2 separate regions of the Capsicum annuum genome follow, and region 2 is linked to region 1. A link is a contact called in public Hi-C data. All regions are on one chromosome and are shown on one strand. Each heading gives the region's core, a stretch centred on a gene start, on an enhancer-like site or on the middle of the called end of the contact. The rest is flanking DNA. Distances are from core to core; before and after follow the strand shown.

Evidence for each region. Hi-C and Micro-C count contacts between places; a contact is called where the count stands out from the background.
Region 2: a Hi-C map of pericarp shows a contact between it and region 1, with 3 times the contacts expected there. The contact joins the enhancer-like site here to the promoter of LOC107856789 in region 1. A contact is called at or near these places in 3 of 5 Hi-C or Micro-C datasets (bud, pericarp and placenta).

What each region holds. Positions count from the first base shown.
Region 1 is chr7:201,461,726-201,467,542 of UCD10Xv1.1, reverse strand. LOC107856789 (diacylglycerol kinase 5) reads left to right here and starts at 2,295. Exons shown (of 14, transcript XM_016701762.2): 1 at 2,295-2,510; 2 at 2,644-2,859; 3 at 2,951-3,073; 4 at 3,193-3,321; 5 at 3,649-3,734; 6 at 4,584-4,707; 7 at 5,801-5,817. The coding sequence starts at 2,445.
Region 2 is chr7:201,508,094-201,513,749 of UCD10Xv1.1, reverse strand. No RefSeq gene overlaps it. Among protein-coding and RNA genes, the nearest start is that of LOC107856789, 46 kb to the right of the region's middle. Within about 2 kb of position 2,144, at least 1 of the 5 cell types and tissues checked has an H3K27ac peak or open chromatin away from gene starts, as enhancers often do. A contact at or near this core is called in pericarp, where this site is marked.

The DNA of each region.
Region 1 (5,817 bases), core at 1,046-3,545:
AAACATAAAATAAGATGAAATAATAAAAATAAGACACCCACCGAGTAGTACTATATACTATCTAATCTAAAGCACACACCTCACTCAAAACCTCCAACCAAGAAATTTCAACCTACAAGCATGGCCTTACGACTACTAGTATGGCTACACCAAAGCAATCCTATTTACTAGCTATGATTCACTCCTACGAACTAGCCCCCTAACCTAATTTGGGTCCTCCATACCTTCCTATACAGGGTTATACCCTTAGTAAGTTGTAACTGCTCCATGTCATATCTAATCAACTCCCAACAATATTTCTTTGGTCTATCTCTACCCCGCCTGAAATCATTCATAGTCAACCTCTCACATCTACGAACTAGGGCATTTGTGCCCTTTCTCATCACTTACCCAAACCATCTCAACCTCACTTCCTATATCTTGTATTCCACCAAAGTCACTCCTTCCTTCTCCCGAACAGTCTCAATCCTAACTCTATCCCTCCTAGTAAGTCCACACATCCAATGCAACATCCTCATTTTCGTCACCTTCAAGTTTTGGATGTGAGAGTTCTTGACTAGCCAACACTCCGCTCTATACAGCATAGCCTGAAAGACTGCCACTCTATAGAATTTGTCTTTAAGCTTATGCAACATCTTCTTATCACACAGAAGTCTAGAGGTGAGCCTCCATTTCATCCACTATGCCTCAATACAGTGAGTGACATCCTTGCTAATCTCTCCATTTTCCTGAATCATAGACCTATGATACTTAAAACTATCTCTTTTACGAATAACTTAAGAATCCATCTTCATTATCACCTCATCCTCATGCGTCAAATCACTAAACTTGCATTTCAAGTACTCCATCTTGGTCCTGCTCAACCTGAACCCTTTAGACTCCAGGGTTTATCTCCAAATCTCTAATTTATCGTTACACCTTCCCGAGTTCCATCAATCAAAACTACATCATCCGCAAATAGCCTACACCAAGACACCTCTCTTTGAATACGTGGTAAATATTTTAAATATATTGTTATCACTTAATTCTACTTCCATTATTCCATTTTCACTCGTTCAATATTGACTTGACACTAATAGAATTACAATTTGGGTATCACTTTTTGAATATCCTAAATTCAATATTTTGAGAAATGCATTGAGAAATGACTTGAGTTAATAAAAGAATATAGCAGTAAGTGTATTAAAACTCCTGCTATATGCAAAATTCAGGAAAATGACTATAGTTGATGATAAAAATAAGTTATGTCTTGATTTTTTGAACTGAACAAGTAAAAGCGAAAGTGAATATATATTTAAAATGGATGGATAGAGTAATTAACTAACACATGTTATCATTGATAAATAATGATTTGGAGTAAGTATCATTTCTAGTAAATGACAAAGAAATATCAGGTAAATCCGTAAATACATTAGGTGTGATGTGAGGTGACTTTAAGCCCATTTGGATTGGCTTATTTTAAGTGCATTTAAATTAAAGTTGACTTTTAAACACTTTTGAAGTATTTGGATAAATTTAAAAAGTGTTTATGAACACTTAGTTTTAAATTAAAATAGTAAAATAAGTCAAAAGTCATAAATTAGAAATTTAATTACTTTTGATTTAAAATGCTAAAACTAAGCCAAAAGCTATAAATTAAAATTTCTAACTTAGCCAAAAGTCAATTCAAACACGACAATCATTCACAAATTTTTCAATACTTGCGACCATAAAAACATATCATTTTATTTTTATAAATAAGACTCACCTATTACTAGGATAGTTTTTATCATTGGCATTAATTCTAAAAATTTATGTGTTGTCTGAAAAAAAAAAACCGTTTCAAGATTCTCAATTGTCACTCGTCTCAAATCCCCACTAAAATTTTCCATTGGCGCCTTTCAAACAAGAAAAAAGCCTAAAGAACCAAAACCCCGGTGAGAAAATGTCAAAATGCAGCCAACTAACATACAAGAAACGGAAAACGCCCTTACATTTTCCTCATCGTACATACATACAATAAATAGGGGCATTTAGACAGTCATTATCATTAATTATCATTTTCAATGTCTTCATTCCCTTTTTTACTTACTCCATTAATTTTAAGGCAGCAAGCCACTCATAAAGAAACTTCAGCGAATGGTCAAATTCACTCGGCACACGGCGCCATCACGCGTCTTCCGTCTCCTTTTTTATATAGATCCCAATTCCACACAAAGTCCTTTTACTGTTGACGCACTCTTTCTTTGTGATTCTCCCGAATATCTATCCATATACTTTTCTTCTTCAGGTAAATCTTCTGGTTATTCGAATTTGTTGCTTTGCGCCTTCGTCTTGTACAGTTTGAATCATAAAAGCAACGTTTAATTTCATCGAATTTGCACGATGTTCTTATCGGAATTGCGTGTACAAATGAAAGTCAAAGTGAATTATGTAAATGTATAATGAAGTTTGACTAGGTCAATATGAGGAATCAGTGTTTTCTGCAAGATAAATATTTGTTGAAATTCCTCTTACGTCCTTTGAACAGAGTAATTTTTTACATAATTCTATGTGAAAAGTGTGATATAGTTGCAGTTAATTGCCTTCATTTTCAACATATACTATGTGTTTGTGTGTACTTTTTTCGTGTTTCGCTTTATTTATTTGTTAATGCGGTTGCAGTTAGAGTTAATGGCGGATTCTGAGTCGATCAATAACAACATTCATAGAGATTTCTATATTCCTACGTATATACTTGCACCGAGTGCTTCGAGCAATAGTTTACGTTTACCTGAAGTACCTACATGCCCTGTACTTGTGTTCATAAACTCTAAAAGTGGAGGTCAACTTGGAGGAGACCTTCTTCGTACATATCGCCATCTTCTTAACAAATATCAGGTACGTAAAAGCTAACTGTTTTGAATATGGACGTAGATTTTTTATTTTTTTTTTGTCTTTTATATAATTCTTTTGATATGTAACTTTTCAGGTTTTTGATTTGGGAGAAGAAGCTCCTGATAGTGTTTTACGCAGATTATATTTGAATATAGGAACTCTCAAAAGTAATGGGGATCAATTTGCTGCCGAAATTGAAGAGAGAATGAGAATTATCGTGAGTTGAATTCTTTGAGTTGGTTCATCATTTTAAGTTTAATAGGTTTTGTCATAAATTCATCAGAGGGCCAGATGATTATTTTCCAGCACGAAGTACTGAAGTTGAATGTATATTAGGTTGCAGGTGGAGATGGCACCGCTGGCTGGCTTCTCGGAGTTGTATCTGATCTCAAACTATCTCAACCACCCCCAATTGCAACAGTACCTTTGGGAACTGGAAATAACCTTCCATTTGCTTTTGGCTGGGTATGGAACTTTGGCAGAAACTGTTGACTCACTAGATTTGTGAAGGATATTTTCATGTAAATTGTAGCTCTCAATATAGTGGTGTAAAAGCTCTCGGTTTGCTTGCATGGTCTCTCGCTATGCAATTCGTTTCCTAGTTTTGCTTATACTATGTTGAAAATATCTATAAACAACATGGAATCCGTGTATACAAAAACAAATTGCTCATAAACATGTTCACATTAGGAGCTAGAGTAAAACTCTTTTGTTTTCTGTAATATATTAGTTAGTGCGCTTTCAGTATTGAGAAAGATACTTTATGTGATGTGCAGTTTTGGTGATTGACAGGGAAAGAAGAATCCAGGGACCGACCTTAACTCTGTCATCTCTTTTTTGAAGCAAGTAATGAATGCAAAGGAAATGAAGATGGACAGGTTATTTAGTTAGTTCATATGTGATATTGTGGCCTGTCTGAGATATTCTCAGTTTAATTTTGATCCCTCGATGATCAAGTTTTAATTCTTTGTTCGAACTTCCTGGCAGTGGTACTAGCTGAATGTGTCGTCTATCTTAAATTGAATGTCTTGTTTTTACATTAAACAGATGAGGGCTTATGATGTATTATAGTTAATTAAAGTGCAGACATTAGGGGTCTCATTTCACTAAATACTGTTATCTTTTTTCTAGAATCAAAAGTAAAGAAATAAAATAGAACAATAAACACGAAGATTGGATCGATGTAACTATATGTTTTTATGTAATACTATGCGGATCCTCCTTAAAGATCTATAAATCTTTTCAAGGGAAATGGACAATATGTTTCTGGTCCTAGCTAAGTCAAGAATATTATGGTTTGCTTGATGAAGTTGAGAATGCCCTAGCTTCCATTAAAAGAGTTGGAAAACATAGCATGCTCTTGTGGTGCGGGGTCTCCATTTTCTACTGGTTCATAATCTAAGTTGCAGTGAAGCAAAGATTGCCATATACATCATCTTTTGTGCTTAGCATCCAATATTTGGTAAAGGGAACAGATTTCTGCATATTCTATTTCTTGTTATAATGACCTATATTAACATGAAGATACTATTCCAATAATACTTCAATAAGTGTCTTCGGAATATATATACCATACTAAGAGTATAGGATATAAACAACAACAGGAATTTCGCAAAAAATTGAACTTCCAATTGTTTTGGAAGAGATTATTATGGTAAGTGTACAAGATTGGTGCATCATGACTGCTCATTCTCAACCAATGGTATTAAAGAATTCGCTTTATGCAGTTGGCACATTCTAATGAGGATGAGAGCACCCAAAAAAGGTTCTTGTGATCCTGTCGCGCCGCTGGAATTGCCTCATTCTTTGCATGCCTTTCACCGGGTTTCTCCATCTGATGAACTGAACATGGTAAGACATCCTTATCTGTTAGTGCTTTTGTGTATTGAAAAATTGGCTTCTATAACATGAATAGTGCATACTTTCATATAGTTTAGCTCCATCTTTTGTATCTCCATAAGATCTTGGCCGCTTGTATTCATTTCTTCTTTTTTTGTTGTGTTGTATGTCTTCACTGATTGTATATTAAACCTGGTTCTGTTTCTGCAAAGTCCTTCTCCATAATAAAATAAATAAATCTGGATGTCACCTTTAAGTCTACTGATGACCAAATTGGCCGTTAATAACATCCAACAGAGGCACCTTATATAGAAGTACATAATCATTGCAACTAATTTATTCATTATTTTTATGACACTCTTGGCTTAATATTGATTTTAAAGAATATTCTACTGCATGAGTTTTTTTGCTTTGCGAGAAAGATGAACCAAAAAATCACTGTAAATTGTAAAAAGTTGCTTGAATAGTGTCGCAGAAACAGTGAACAATCATTGGAGTTGATATGATATTTGACTTTCAGCACTTTACACATATATAAAGGCATATGAGTTTTCGAAATGGCAAAAATGATAGGGTTGGATGGAGATACCACTATTGTTATTGGTTTGGAGTACATATTTTAATTGCAATAGTTGTTCACGCCTAATCCTCTATGAGAAAAGTAAACTGCAGAACTCACCATTATGATTTGAATGCTATTGGAATGAGTAAAACATATGTAAAAGAATCAGTATCTTTACAAGTATCAGCTTCTGCATTCAGTACATTACTACTTTATAAAGGAGTTTCCTTGTGTATTTACTTGTAGTTGGGTGATCATATGAAGCCCAGTGTGGGGCATATTTGGTTATGGTTTCCATTTTGGCATTTCCAATTTCGAATGTATTCACATTGATTAAAAATGAAAAGTGAACATATGGGTAATGCCTATCCATATGCATGAACATATCCTATCAATATGCATGCCTACATATGTCTATCAGTGTGCATGCGTACTGTCTGGCTTTTACAAGTTACAATTTTCATAGCTTGGTCTTTTTCAAAGTGTTATCCCACTGTATAAAGTTGATGACCGCTTTCCTCTTTTTAACCTAATACCATGCAGGAAGGATTCCATACATT
Region 2 (5,656 bases), core at 895-3,394, 46 kb before region 1:
AAGATGGATCTCCAAATAAGATTGGGTGAATGTTAGATTTCCTAACATTAGGGGGAGATATGATTATAGCTGAAATGTATGGAATGAATTATCGAGATCCTCGTAAAAAAATAATAATAGTGAATTTGAAGTTCAATTGATAATTCATGATTTGCAAAATATTGCAAGTTCATTGTCAGACAGATCCTATGCTATAATTCAACTATAAATGCTCCAATAAGAAGTCCTTGAAGGACAGAGTCTACGACACGCCTGAAGCGTGACAGACAAATCGGTTTCAAACATAAAACTCCTTAAAGAAGGAGAGGAGCAATGATAATGAGGCAAGTTCTTTAAAAAGCACTATGACATAACTCTTCATAAAATCTTAGCAAAGGTTTAGGAAAATGATGAAAAAGAAGAGATCGATCTTGATATGTTATGTCGTAATGGAATCGATATCAAATAACCTCGACGGTATCTTTGGTGTAATAAAGCGCTTACCATTATAAATGGTAACGAGGATCTTAAATTTAAATCTGTCGAATAGTGTGGACAGATAAAATACGCAATTCAAGTTTATTATGTTTCATTTGAAAAGTGATATTTTGAAATTAGTCCATAGACTGAGGTATAAGTCAGTGGGATACAAATTAGTGATTGTGCGAAAAGTAAACTCGTAAGATATAAAATGCGACTTGTGCCTTGAGGCATAAGATTATTCGCAAAGTACCGGCATTATTTTTTGGGGATGTGTTCTCCTATGGTGGATGCAATAAGGTTTCTTTAAATCTGGCGATGTATGAAAATCTTGAATACATATAACGAATGACTGTTATGTCTAGCTAGACGACAAATGTTATAGGAAAATTCTTAAAGGATTTAAAAGAGATTCGATCCGTTGAATATCCCAATGATTATGAAATCACTTATCATAAAGAAAGATCAATTTCGATCTCATGAAATGGTTAGAAAATACGATGTATTAGTGCAGTTATTGCACTTATATATCCTGCTATTCTATACATAAGATAATAATTTTTATTAGTGTATAGAAAGACATAATTTCACTTTTAAGTGTATGTGATTGAAATAAAATATTATTGATATGGATTTATTATTTCTAACAAATATTTTCAAAAGATTGTTGATTATGCAAATGCAGGAAGAATATTTGATCTACAGTCAATTTAAAATGAAAAGTTCACAACTAGTTGGTTGTTGCTACGAACAAGTTCAATGTGCAAATGACTTGCGACGATGAGGTTACAAATAAAGTAATTGTCAAGAATTTATTTGGCTGAGTTCAAAGATTTAACATATCCAAGAAACAAGAAAACGACATATCAGGATGAGTTCAAGAATGCAACATCTTCATGAATGTGTTTTGATCACAAAGGCACAATGAATATCAACATTTGAAAGCTGACATATAAGATTGGAGGCGGCGTCTTTGAGAAGTGAAATGATGTTTGCATCAGGAGGAGTAAAATACGCGTTGCACTCTTTTTTTCTTGGCCTAGATTTTGTCCCAATGGATTTTCCTGGCAAGGTTTTTAACGAGGCAGCAAACAGCGTATTATAAATATGTGTACTATTTTTCCTTCACTAGGGAATTTTTTTCCACAGGATTTTTTCCTAGTAAGATTTTAACAAGGCACATCATCTATGGACATCCAAGGGGGAGTGTTATAAAATAATATGTTTATAGTAGATGTCCATAACTCTTAGGAATTAAGTCACTCCCACCCATCTTCTCCCTAATGTGTAGTTAATCCTCCATTACTCCACACATCATTATGGGTGTAACTCTCACACCCTTTAAACTCCCTCATAATATTCTTGTTTAATACCATGATCATGACAACCCCTTACATGCCTCTATATGACATTATAAATAAAGGTATAAGGGTTCATATTGTATACACTTGAAAGACTTGTATATTTGATACTTGGAAGAATGAAAAGTTCTAGTCATATCTTGTCTTCTTATGTCTACTTCTTTCATATTGATACTCTTTTAGATTAATTTTAATAATCATCCATTTCTTATTGTTTTGCGATTATTATCTATCATGAAAAATTTAGTTTGTATGAGACATACTTAATATATGGCAGACATGAGTTGTATGACACACCACTATTTTTTGACACATAAATTGTGGGACCCACTTGCAATTTAAACTAAGAAGGAGAGAATGGATCCGGAGAAAACATACAACTTTGAGCAAGAAATTTAAAGTGAATTGTGGGACCCACCGTATGATATCAATTCTCCCACTCACTTTTCTTCCTCTCCTTACTGCTCTCTTCCAATATTTTTTTCTCATTTTCTTCTTTCATCAACATATATGCAAACTATAATTCTTTAATTTATTTTATAGTTTCCATTTCAGTATTTAATTCTTTCGTAGTTTAATTAAAATTAAACTGAACAAAAAGTAAATTAATGAAATAACTTGATATATTTTTAGTTTAATTTAATTTAATATTAATATTTTATAAAATAATAATATTTGAGTTCACTGATTTTGTAATTATTTGTATGAAATAGGAAACCTATCAATTTTTATAAATTATTTTAAAACATTTTACATAATGTTTCATCAGAATTTTATTACTTTAATTTTATTTTCACGGACTAATAAGTTTAGGGTTAAATACATTTTAAAGGAAATACACACACACACACACACACACATATATATATATATATATATATATATATATATATATATAATTATGAGATTTTTGCTTAGATATCTTTATTTATATTTTTTTTATAAAATCTATTCACCTAATTAGAGTTTATATATCTTATGACATTAATCATAATTCAAAATAATTATAGCCATCATAATAAAAAAAAATAAGACGATTCAAGATTACAAGTTAGCAACTAATGAAATTTCATTCTAATGGCAGGAGAAAAGAAGATAAACATCCTTACTAAAAAATTTAAAAAATAAATTAAAACAACAATTAATCTGATAATGTATAAAATATTTTTTTTGATTTGATTTAAATGATTAAAATTGACTAAATTGATCTGATTTTGATTTTTGATTTTAACCAAAATCAATCCAAATCAAAGTATGAATAATTCTACTTAACTTTTTTGTGAAAAAATAATTCTACTTAAAACTCATATACCTATTACAAAAAAGTCGATCAAAACTAACTGAATGAAAAAAACCTCCAAATAATTAGGTTTTCTAACCAAAATTTCAAAAAGTATTCTCCAAACTTAAACTTTTGAATTCGAAAATATTCTAAATTATGTCGCAAAAAGATACATAAACACATTCTGTAAAATCTCTTTAAAAGGCATACGATAAAATAGAAAAGCAAAACATTTTGGAAGAGGATTGAAAAACAAAGAATGCGAAAAAAGAGATAAATACAATAGAAAAAGACATAATTGTTTTGCTTGTAAGTAGGACCCACTAGAGTTCACTTGTCAATAAGAGAATGCCTCGTACCAGTATGAGTTGGCATATCTCATATAAAGGAAAAAGTCATCGTTTCCATCCTAAACTATACATGAAAAGTCTAGGTCACACCTAAACTATCATAGTGTCCTATTACACACCTAAACTATAAAAAATGAAACTATTTCCACCCCAAAATGTAAAAACCAGTCACATAATGGAGAGTGATTTACACTCATGCCACATCATCGTCAAGTCATTACCACATCAGATATTATGTCAATTTATTTTTAAAAAAGTCCACATCACCCGTTACTTCTTCTTCACCAAAATCACCATTAAAACACCACCATTAGTACTATCATCATAAAACTCAAATCTTCACCACAATAATTTTAAAAATATACCATAAATTTTATTATCGAAATCACAATACAATCATTAGTATCACAAATCTCAAACACCCCTTCTCTCACAATCAAAACGCGCATCCTTTCACTATAATTACACAACAAATTGATTGTCAATAGAGCATATTGCACAGCTCTTGAAAACCCATTTTTCAAGAATTTTATCAAAATTTTTAATAGTCCACCAAATTTTATCAAAATTTTCAATAACATTCTGAATCAGTATTGTTTGGGATACGCACACACAGCACTATTCAGAGGGTCTTTCATTTTTCTTTCATCCAGAGAACAACACACACAACTACACCACACCCAATCGAAAAATAGGAAAGGCATAAAAAGAGTAGAGGGACGAGAGAGGGAGAAACGAAGAGAAATTGAGAGATAGGGAGAGGAAACAGCGACAGTGAACAGAGGAGGGGGAGAACGTCCTTTTTTCCCGATGACGTCACCGGAATAATAGCTTCATTAAGATTCCGGCCAAAGCAATAACAACTTCCTTTCTCTCTCTACTAACTTTTCAATTCCTTTTTAAAGCCCTAAAATTCTTCTTAATGAATTTATCGCAATTGTAAAATTCGCCGATTTTACTTTGTTATATAGCAAAATTTCGTACAAATTTAGTGTGCGTATTAATGAAAAAACAAAAAGTTGGCGGAACTTTAGTAAAATTTGGTCAGACACTAGCAGCAATGGAAAAATTGTATATAGCTTGCTTTTGTGTTTCACCATTTTTTTTTACTGACGTCGATTCAAGATGGGGTTGAAGGATAGAAAATTTGTGTGAGGTGGGGAAGATGGGGGTATTAAAGAATTTCTTTTTTATTTTGGACGCACCTTTTGGGTGGAAATAGTTTAGGTGTGTAATAAGACACTACTATAGTTTAGGTATGACCTAGACTTTTCGTGTATAGTTTAGGGTGAAAACGATAACTTTTCCCCTCATATAAAATAAAATTTTTCATCCATCATATACCTCCAACAGTTTACCTTCATTCACTTGCTTTGATTAACTAGTCTCTGCTTAAGTGTGCACGAATATATCTTGCATCAAATATAATGAAATGCGTACTTAAAATAATAAACTTTCGACTTTATATATTCTAAAAAGATTATATCAAGTATTTCAATTTTATGGTAAAAAAAGGTTCCTCGTATTAATGGAATTATGAAATGAAATATGTACGACTTTGATAAGATATGTAATATTGATTTACTAGTCCATATAAATATTGGATTCAACCCGTAAAATAACTTGATCCATCCAAAATTCCAAAGTGATTGTGTAGCTTACTTTAGTACTATTTTATTATTAGTTACTCCCTAATCTCTTTATTTCATTTTACTTGACCTTTTACATTTTTTTTTTTTAATTTTAAGAATATAAATAGTTAATGTAAGGATAGAACATAAGATTAATTTACTCAATATATGATGATTTGGTGTGTTAAAAACGTGAATAAGATTTGGGCTTGCACGTGATTTAGGGGTGACAATTTCAGCTCATATTTGTAAAAAGAATCTATTTAATCCATATTTAGTGAATTGGATCACTCATATTTCAAATGGGTAAATATGAACTTCAACTCATTTTAAAAGTTCATACAAATATGGACAAAATAGATAAAATATGAGTACTCATTTAAACACAGATCAATCTATGCTTGAAGTTTCAGTTTTTTTCTTTTCTAGTTTCTTTTCTTCTTTTTTTCTTCTTTATTTTTCCCTTTAATTTACTTTTTTTCTTTTCATTTTTTTAATTCTTTTACTCATTCCTTATAATTTATTTTTTTCTTTCTCATTTTTTCATCTATTTTTTTATTTTCTTATTTTTAT